3 separate regions of the Macaca mulatta genome follow, and regions 1 and 3 are each linked to region 2. Evidence: chromatin contacts called from public Hi-C data. All regions are on one chromosome and are shown on one strand. Each heading gives the region's core, a stretch centred on a gene start, on an enhancer-like site or on the middle of the called end of the contact. The rest is flanking DNA. Distances are from core to core; before and after follow the strand shown.

Region 1 (3,229 bases), core at 291-2,790, 130 kb after region 2:
AGCTTCAAATCCAGCCAAGAAGTTTGTTACAATCTCCGTCAGCTTTGCATCTGAGTCTTCCGAGATCTTTCCATCAGCCCTGACAGTGCCCAGCAGGGCTTAGTGCTGGCTGACAACATGAGACAAGAAAGCATTCTCAAATTTTGTAATCTTGCTGGGCTCCAGTTTATCAAGATACCCCCTTTACACCCACATAGATAACAGCCACTTGTTCTTCAGTAACCATGGGAGAACACTGTCCTTGCTTCAGCAACTCAGTTAGACGCACACCACGACTCAAAAGTTGAGTGGGAGCATTGAGGTCAGAACCAAACTGGGCTACTCAGGAGGCTGAGGCAGGACAATGGCGCGAACCCGGGAGGTGGAGCTCCTAGTGAGCTGAGATTGCACCACTGCACTCCAGCCTGGGCAACAGAGCAAGACTCTGTCTTAAAAAAAAAAAAAAAATCCCCGCAGTAAACCACACTCCAACAGGGCTGCACACTCAGGGTCTTGATTAGAAACAGTATTTAAAAAAACACCTCCACATCTGTTGCACCAGAATGCCAAGGTTTAACCAGGGACACTTTCCCCAGGAGGCATAACAGGTGCAGGGCCAGGGAAGGGCCTCTGACACTTTTAGGGTCTCAAGAAAATGGGTTTTTTTTTGGTTGTTTTTCTTTGTTTTTGAGACAGAGTCTCGCGTTGTCGCCCAGGCTGGAGTGCAGTGGTGTGATCTCAGCTCACTGCAACCTCCACCTCCTGGGTTCAAGCGATTCTCCTGCCTCAGCCTCCCAAGTAGCTGGGATTACAGGCGCCCGCCACTACGCCCGGCTAATTTTTTGTATTTTATTTTATTTTTTTAGTGGAGACGGGGTTTTGGGTGTTGACCAGGTCTCGAACTCCTGACCTCAAGTGATCCGCCTGCCTCGGTCTCCCAAAGTGCTGGGATTACAGGCGTGAGCCACCGAGCCTCAAGAAAATGTTTTAATTTCCTTAAAAAACCTTAAGAAAAATCAACTTTTAAGTTGAAAAACTTTATATATTCACATATTCATCTTTATATCAACACAGCAGTAAAATTCATTTTTTAAAGTGATAAAAACTGTACAAATATTTCTGGTGTGAAACACAGCGTTTTGATGTCTACACTAAAACAACTTCAGGAAGGGGCCCACAAAAGTCACAACGCGGCCCCGGCAGAAAGGCAGAAAGGCACCGGTGTGTGGCACGACCTCAACACCTGTCTTCCTCACAGAGCCTCGACGCCTAGCGGACTCTCGGATTCGAGGCTGCGGTACCACGGACAAACCCCGCGCAGCAGCTTCTCTGCCAACCGCCGGCGACGAAGCGGCAGACCGTGAGCAGGGCGGGCGGAAGAGGTGTGGCCGCCGCTACTGCGCACGCGCACCCAACCAGAACCTGGGGTGATGCCGGGCCTTCCCCGCTGCGCGGAGGCGACCGCTCAACCCTTCTGCCCGGCGATTGGTGGGCTGGCGGCTAAGGGGCGGAGATAGGAGGGGCCGCTGCCATCTTCTCCAATGGAACGGAGACAGGGGCGGGCTTATTGACGGAAGGAGCATGGCGTGGAGACACCTGAAAGTGAGTCTCGCGAGTGAGCAGTGTGTATCGGGAACCGGGGGTCCGGGCGGGCAAGAACGGAGAGTCAGGCCGGGCGAGGCATGGACCGAAGGCGGCTCCGGGAGAGTGGGCCCCCCGGGACGTGTGCGTGTTTCCGGGGACGCCTGTAAATGCTCGCGCGTGTGCATTTGCACGTGGACTCGGTCAGGCGTGAGCAGACAGCGCCTGCAGGTCTGGATGGGTGCTGATGTGAGTGTCTGCGTCTGGGCCATGTTTTTGAGCCTGGCACAGGGGTGCTTAGTGAACACATGACCGCCTAGCGTTGTGTGCAGGATCCAATGGGGAATGAAACTAGAGTAGGACATGGTCCCAGTCCTTTTAGGTAAAGTTTTGTTAGGGCGAGGGGCTCTATGTGAAAAGTTCTTAGTTGTATCCCCGTATGTAGTAGGTGTTCAAATATTTGTTGATTGGCATGGGGTTGGGGGGTGGAGGCGTGCAGTCTCCAAGGGAGGCAATGAAAACCTTGAGTCTCTTTTTATTTATTCATTTGAGACGGAGTCTCGCTCTGTCGCCCAGGCTGGAGTGCAGTGGAGCGATCTTGGCTCACTGCAAACTCCGCCTAGCGGGTTCAAGCGATTCTCCTGCCTCGGCCTCCTGAGTAGCTGGGATTACAGGCGCGCGCCACCACGCCTGGCTAATTTTGATATTTTTAGTAGAGACGGGGTTTCACCATTTTGGTCAGGCTGACCTCGTAAGCCTCCCAAAGTGTTGGGATTACTCCTGACCTCGTAAGCCTCCCAAAGTGTTGGGATTACAGGCGTGAGCTACCGCGCTCGGCCTGAGTCTCTTTTTAAAATAAATATATGGAGAGAGATGGGATCTCACTGTGTTGCCCAGGCTGGTCTAGAACTATTGGCCTCAAGGGATCTTCCCGCCTCAGGCTCCCAAAGTAGTAGGATTACAGGCGTGGGCTACCGCACCCAGCCAATGAATACTTGATCTACATCTCTTTAACAGTTTGGAAGGATCTTTAAAAGCAAATCTGATCATGTCATTTCCTGGCTTAGGGAACAAAACCCACATGTTGATTTTGGCCAAACTCCTGCTCATTTCTCCTGTTTCGTCTTAAGCCTTACTTTCCCTCACTCCTCTGTTCCAAACTTTCTCCCTTTCTCATTCTCTTCTGCTACTGAGAGAGCCTTTACACTTTTTCCTCTCCCTACTGCCTTCTGGTTAACTTTTTAAAAATAATTGAACCAGAATAGGTTCAAAGAGACTCCCAACAATTCGTTTATCCCTTGAGTATCAGCTTTAAGTCATTTCCTTAAGGAAGCCTTTCCTTACCTCTAAGATTAGGTTGAATACTTTCATTACCATATACTTTTTATCCTTCATCACAGTTGCCATGACTATGTATTTGCATGATCATTGATTTCTGTCTGTCGCTTCATAAGATCACACTCTCCATGATGGTAGGGGCAAGATCTGTTTTGCCATCTTTGCTCAATCAGTATTTGATGAATGACTGAACTAATGAATGAATAACTCAGCATCTGGCAGTGATAATTAGAGAAAAGCATCGTGAACCACTTTTGATCCAATAAGATCTGAAGCTTCTGTTTTATATTTTACACCCCCTGAAATGGAATATATGTATAATATCTTTGTA
Region 2 (3,242 bases), core at 733-3,232:
CTGCCTCAGCCTCCCAAGTAGCTGGGATTACACGTGTGTTGCCACCACATCCAGCAAATTTTTGTATTTTTAGTAGAGACAGTTTCACCATGTTGGCCAGGCTGGTCTCGAACTTCTTACCTCAGGTAATCCACCCGCCTCGGCCTCCCAAAGTGCTGAGATTACAGGCATAAGCCACCACGCCCAGCCAAAAATATCCGCACTTTTTTTTTTTTGAGACGAGTCTTGCTCTATGGCGCAGGCTAGATTGCAATGGCGAGATCTCGGCTCACTGCAACCTCCGCCTCCTGGGTTCAAGCGATTCTCCTGCCTCAGCCTCTGGAGTAGCTGGGATTACAGGTGTTTGCCAACACGCCCAGCTAATTTTTTTTTTTTTTTCGTATTTTTTTTCAGTAAAGACGAGGTTTCGCCATGTTGGCCAGGCTAGTCTTGAACTCCTGACCCCAGGTGATCCACCTGCCTCAGCCTCCCCTAGTGCTGGGATTACAGGCGTGTGCCACCGCGCCCGGCATGGAACCTGGTTTTATCTTGAAATGTTGCAAATGGTTATAAAGATACAGTATTTCCAAATTCATATCAACATCTTATGGTAACGGCTAGCTCCTACTTGTCATATGACTGCCCCGGTTCAAGAGTCAGATGCAGCCTCTACAGCAGGAAGCAAATGACTTCCTTCTAGAGGCTCATTTCTTTTTCTTCCCCCCACCTTTTTTTTTTTTTTTTTTTTTTTTTTTTTTTTTTTTTTTTTTTGAGACGGAGTTTCGCTCTTCTTGCCCAGTCTGGAGTGCAATCACGCGATCTCGACTCATTGTAACCTCCGCCTCCCGGGTTCAAGTGATTCTCCTGCCTCAGCCTCCGCAGTAGCTGAGATTACAGGTATGCGGCCACCACGGGTAATTTTGTATTTTTAGTAGAGACGGGGTGTCTCCATGTTGGCCAGGCTGGTCTCGAACTCCCAACCTCAGGTGATACACCTGCCTCGGCCTTCCAAAATGCTGAGATTACAGGCGTGAGCCACCGCACCTGGCCTTTTTTTTTTTTTTTTTCTGTAGCCCAGACTAGAGCACTGTGACGTGATCACGGTTTACTGCAGCATCGAACTTCTGGGCTCAAGCGATCTTCCTGCCTCAGCCTCCCGAGTAGCTGGGACCACAGGTGCGCATTGCTGCTTCCCTAATTTTTAACTTTTTTTTTTTTTTTTTTTTTTAAGCAATGGGGTCTCACCACGGTGCCCTGGCTGGTCTGCAACTTCCGGGCTCAAGAGATCCTCCCGCCCCGCCTCTCAAAGTGCTGGGAAGGCCCCTTCCAAACTTAAGTAGAGATAAGTTGAAAGGTAACCAAAGAAAAAGTTTTCTTTGAATACCGAGATAAATTAGGGAAATCGCCAGAGAATGTGGTGCTGGGGGAACACTACTAAATTACACCACACAGACCGGAGCGATGCTGGTTGAAAGGGCAACCGGACGGCTTAAAAGCGGGGCGGGGGAACGCGAAAAGCCAGTAGAGGGACTCGGAGGCTCTGGGTGAAGAGTCAGGGATACGCAGGCTTCGAAACCCGCCCGGCCGCTCCACCCAGGGCGAAAGTCCAGCGAAGGGCGGCAACAAATCTCAGGGAGCAACTCCCGGCGTCACAGAGGCAGTACTGGGAGCAGGTTATGGAAGAATCCGGAACCAAGGCACTGGGCGCGGTGAGGCCATAAGCGCAGAGTCCGAGAACCAGCAGCCATTGCTGGCCTCACCTCGCCCAGAGCGAAATTAAGGGCACGGCCCAACAGCTGACTCAGTCGGCGTGTCGCGTCTGCCATCGTCTCCCGTGCCTCCGCCACGGGAAGTAGTCCCCAGCCGCGCCAACTCCAAAGGAAACCAAGGGAAGGTGCCCCGAGTCAGCGCGTGGGTCCCGGCAGCGGCGATCGCGCAGCCAATCCCTAGAAAGGAGGGCGTGGCTATCTCGGCCCCGTGGATCCCTCCGCTCGTGCTTGCTGCTCTCAGGCCGAGGAGCCGCCATTTTGGATGCTGAACCCAGATTCTGAAGTCGGTGTTTGCTGCATTCACGGCAGGATTCGGTTAGGTGAGTGTGGCATCCTCGGCGTCAGAGGTCTCCTCTTCCTCTTCCCTTTGCGCTCCGGATTTAGCGGTCTCTAGCGCTAGGGCCCGGGATTCAAACGACTTCGGAGGGGGCAGCTGAGGAGAAAGGGAAGGATCGTGGGAGTGGGGGTCAGACCGGGGGTCAGGCCCTCGAGGGCCCGCGGCGTAGGAGGCTGCCCATGCCTGGGTGGGTGGGCGTGGCAGGACCGCGAGCGGCTCGGAGGCCGCTAGTCCTGGATACCCGAAGCCGCTTAACTTTCCGTAGTACTCTTGCCCCGAGGTGTATCTTCCCTGGGGCGGAAATACCGCGGCCTCGGCGAGGGCTCCTCGGCGACACCCCTACCCCGTCTTTTCTGGCCTGGAGAGACTTCGGGAAGGTCGGGGCCTCCAGTGCTGCGAGAGGCAGATGCCCCTGAATCCCGGACGCTTCCAGTGGGCGGGGTGGCTTCCTGGGCTTGTTCCTGGGCTGGGGGGCCGGACTTGGGTCCACTTTGGCCGGAGAAAATTACATTTTCTTTCATTGAAGCAAGGAGCGGCCTCTGCCCGCTTTCTCGGATCCCTGCTTGTGTGGTGAGAGATCTTGGGAGGATCCTTGCGCCTCTCCTGTTTGTTTTTGTCGGCGCTCCTCTTTCGGGGTGCTGGAGGTGAGCTCTTGGAACTCAACAGCGTAAACTTTGAGGAGGGTCGGGACTCAGGAGCTGTAGGTTTAATTACAAAAGACACAGTAGCTTCACTCTCTGTCGTAGTAAACTTAAAGTCTGGTCTTAAACAGATCTTTAGGGGAAACTTGAATTTTAAAATTATACGTAATATTTTAACTATTATGGAAAATTTCAAGCAGACAGGAGTACAGTGAATCCTCATCCAGCTTCAAACACGATCAACTCTTGCCTAATCTTGTTTTATCTATACCCCTCCTATGTCTGTATTTTCTAATTTAACAAAATAATAGTTGAAATATATATGTATATATTTCCCTTTCCTTTCCCAGTAGAAGCCTTTTGGCTTTTGTACCTACAAGTCAATAGTTTGTGGGAAATTTGCTTCCTAAGAACTTCTGGGATAGGAGGACTTGATAATAGTCATTAGAAGATAAAAGTGGCCAGATGTGGTGGCTCAGCCCTGTAATCCCAGCACTTGGGGAGGGCTAGATGGGA
Region 3 (2,839 bases), core at 27-2,526, 190 kb after region 2:
ACACTTTATCTACTCTTCTGCACTTTTCATTATTTCAAACCTAACCTATGAAAATTGCCCCATACCTCTATATAGAACACATCCATATTCTTTGTCATGGCAGCATATTATTTCTTGCATGTGTTGTTACACATTTTAAACAGTCGTTTATTGTGTACATTATATTATTACAAAACCTGGCTTAAAGATTCTAGGTGCACCTCATTACATGGCAAACAGATCAGTTAAGAGTGTGTGTGAAAACTACAATTCCATAAACAAATCATAAAATGCTGAGGTACAAGGGGCTTAATCCAACCCCGTCATTTTACAAACTAGCTTGCTTACAGTTGCACTTCCTGTTACAACGACAAGGACTAGAATACAGGCCACCAACTTTCTAGTCCAAAAGAAAAGGTACAAATGGACAGTAAATACATTTGAAAAGTTAAGCTTTACTAGTAAATTATAAGATATGTTTACAAAGTCACTGAATTGGCGAAAATTAAACAAGACAGTGGCACACAATAATGGCAAGAGTATGAATGTAGGGGCAGACACAGGGAGTCCCTACAGGAATGCAGGCACAAAATCTTTCTGGAAAGAAAGGGAACATACTCTTTGACCAATAACTCCACTGCTTTCCTCTCTCCCTCTCTTTTCCTGAGACGGTGTCTCGCTATGTTGCCCAGGTTGGTTTCAACTTCCCAGGCTCAAGCAATCCTCCCGCCTCAGCCTCCCGAGTAGCTGGAACCTGAGGCGCGCGCCACAACTGCAGAAACACCAAAAAAAGAAAAAAACTTTGAACTCACTTTTGTACAAAACCTTATTACAATGTATTCCACAAAAACAACTGGAAATAAATATCCCCAAACACCATTAGTGGTCACCTCTGCGTATGAAGGCACGGGTGATTTTTATTTACAGCGGGGCGCGCATCTCTATTTTCCAAAATATCCGATATATGTATTTAAAGTCACCTGTGTTACGCTGCTCCTGGCCCACACGCGCTAGGGACCGTAGCACTTACCTTACTCGTCCACGCCGCCTCCCTCCCTTCCACTTTGTGACTGTCGGCAACCCCTTCTCGGAAGAGCCCGGGCGCGGACGGCTCCTTTCATCAGCCCCAAGCCGGGCAGAACCCTAAGGCCAAGTCACCCAGGACCTGTTGCCTAGCAACCCTTGTGGCCCCGCTAACGGGAAGGAAGCCGAATAGAAAACGCACAAGCACAGAAAACAAACTCCCAGTCGTCGGTCGGCCCCCGCTCAACAGCCCAATAAACAGAAGAGCTTCTAGTCACCGCCCACCTTGCTCGGCTCTGACCGGAAGCTAGGCGTCACCTCCGCCAGTGTTAAAGATGGTCGAGCTTTTTCCCCTCCTTTTCCTGCCCTCAGACTAGAGGCGGGATGTCGTCTTTTAGACTGTGATTGGTCACAAGGAGACTCGGAAGTGTCTCTGATCAGAGCCCCAGAGGAGGCCTTGAGAGCCTGTTGGCGTTCCGTTCCACACTTGGATCCAGGAATCGGCGTGTTCCAGACTGCTCTCTATGGTAGCTTTGGGCGGATAGAGGGGGCCGCGCAAGGTATTAAGGGACAATAATGGCCGCTTTCAAGGTGTGGATTTTGGCTCCTTGAGCCTGTCTAAGCGAGGGGTGGCAGCGCCGGCGCCCCAAAATCCGGGACAGAAGGGTCCCAAGAGTCGCGCTTGGTGAGGTGAGAGTCCCTTCTTCCTTCCTGGCCTGCTCTTCTATAATGATGGCGGCTCCAGGCGGCGGATATTGGTTCCCTGCCTAGGTCCGGGCCCGTTTGGGGAGTTCCTCTGTCGTCCCTGTCACCCACCTTGCCTTACTCACCTCAGGGATGCTGCACCCGTCCTGCCCGTTTTGGCCTTTCTCCTTGCTCTGGTCAAATCCTGCTGCCTGGAGCGGCCTCGCCGAGATCCAGTAATGCTGCCTGGAGTGGCCTTGCTCCCTCTCCCAGGCCTCCGCTGTAACCCACCCCAGACTGTCTCCCAGCCCGAGTAGGACTCCTTGTGTCTTCCTCTGCTCTCTCACAGTGTTATTTATACCAGGCAGTCTGGTGGGCGATCTCTTCTACTAGAATGTCAGCTTCAGGTGGGCGGGGATTTTTGTCTTGTCTTCTCTGTTGCTGTCGCCGAGAACAGCAATTGGCTCAGGAACGCCCTCAGTGAATAATTGTTGAATGCGTGAATCTAGGTTCTTTCTTCCCTGGCTTTCTCGTACCCCTTGTAGTTTCTTTGCCATTAATTCTTCTCAAGAATCTTGCTCTTTAGCTCTTATTTGTTCTTCTCAGCAGCTAGTTAAGTCCTGTCTGGCTGCCTCCTTGTCATGTGTTGCTGGAATCTTCCTTTGCTGTCTCCAGAAATGTTTGGGTTTCTGTTCTCCTTTAATAAGTTTAAATTAATTCATTTTAAACTTGATCAAACGCTTATTTTGCTAGACATTGAACTACAGCAGTCAACGACACATCCAGTGTTCTCTCACCTGTGTAGAATGGCAGTCCAGGGTACATTTCCTAGTTTAGACAACTATTGAGCAGAGCCTGTATATCTTTATTTTCTTGTGTGGATTTCCTCGCATACGTACAGATGTCACCAATATGCAGCTTTCTTTTTTCTGTTCTGCCTGATGGCATTTTCAAAATGTAACTCTTGTTTCTGCATTAATATTATGTGTCCAGTCTGTTTGGCAGTATTCTATAGAGCTGTGCATTTAATTAGAGTTTGGTAAAAAATTCTGGATTCTGGTGGCACCTCCTTTGCTTTGCTAACTTGTTGGAATGAGAGGAATTATCCAAGCACCCAGAACTGGTATATGTTCATGAGTGGCAGATGTGTAGT

Evidence for each region. A called contact is a pair of places that touch in the nucleus more often than the background predicts.
Region 1: a contact with region 2 is called in a Hi-C map of fetal cortical plate, with 2.6 times the contacts expected there. The contact joins the promoter of DHODH here to the promoter of IST1 in region 2. A contact is called at or near these places in 2 of 14 Hi-C or Micro-C datasets (fetal cortical plate and liver).
Region 3: a Hi-C map of fetal cortex germinal zone shows a contact between it and region 2, with 2.5 times the contacts expected there. The contact joins the promoter of TXNL4B here to the promoter of IST1 in region 2. A contact is called at or near these places in 2 of 14 Hi-C or Micro-C datasets (fetal cortex germinal zone and liver).

What each region holds. Positions count from the first base shown.
Region 1 is chr20:67,851,115-67,854,343 of T2T-MMU8v2.0, reverse strand. It overlaps DHODH (dihydroorotate dehydrogenase (quinone)), which reads left to right and starts at 1,540. Exons shown (of 9, transcript XM_077984538.1): 1 at 1,540-1,809. The coding sequence starts at 1,561. LOC709452 (coiled-coil domain-containing protein 25-like) reads right to left here and starts at 12. Exons shown (of 2, transcript XM_001097970.5): 1 at 1-12. It also overlaps a transcript of ZNF821 not described here.
Region 2 is chr20:67,979,928-67,983,169 of T2T-MMU8v2.0, reverse strand. IST1 (IST1 factor associated with ESCRT-III) reads left to right here and starts at 1,982. Exons shown (of 11, transcript XM_077984559.1): 1 at 1,982-2,068. It overlaps LOC144337700 (a long non-coding RNA gene), which reads left to right. Exons shown (of 4, transcript XR_013411133.1): 4 at 754-884. It also overlaps a transcript of ZNF821 not described here.
Region 3 is chr20:67,786,074-67,788,912 of T2T-MMU8v2.0, reverse strand. It overlaps TXNL4B (thioredoxin like 4B), which reads right to left and starts at 1,276. Exons shown (of 4, transcript NM_001257626.1): 1 at 1,010-1,276. It overlaps DHX38 (DEAH-box helicase 38), which reads left to right and starts at 1,556. Exons shown (of 27, transcript NM_001257881.1): 1 at 1,556-1,692.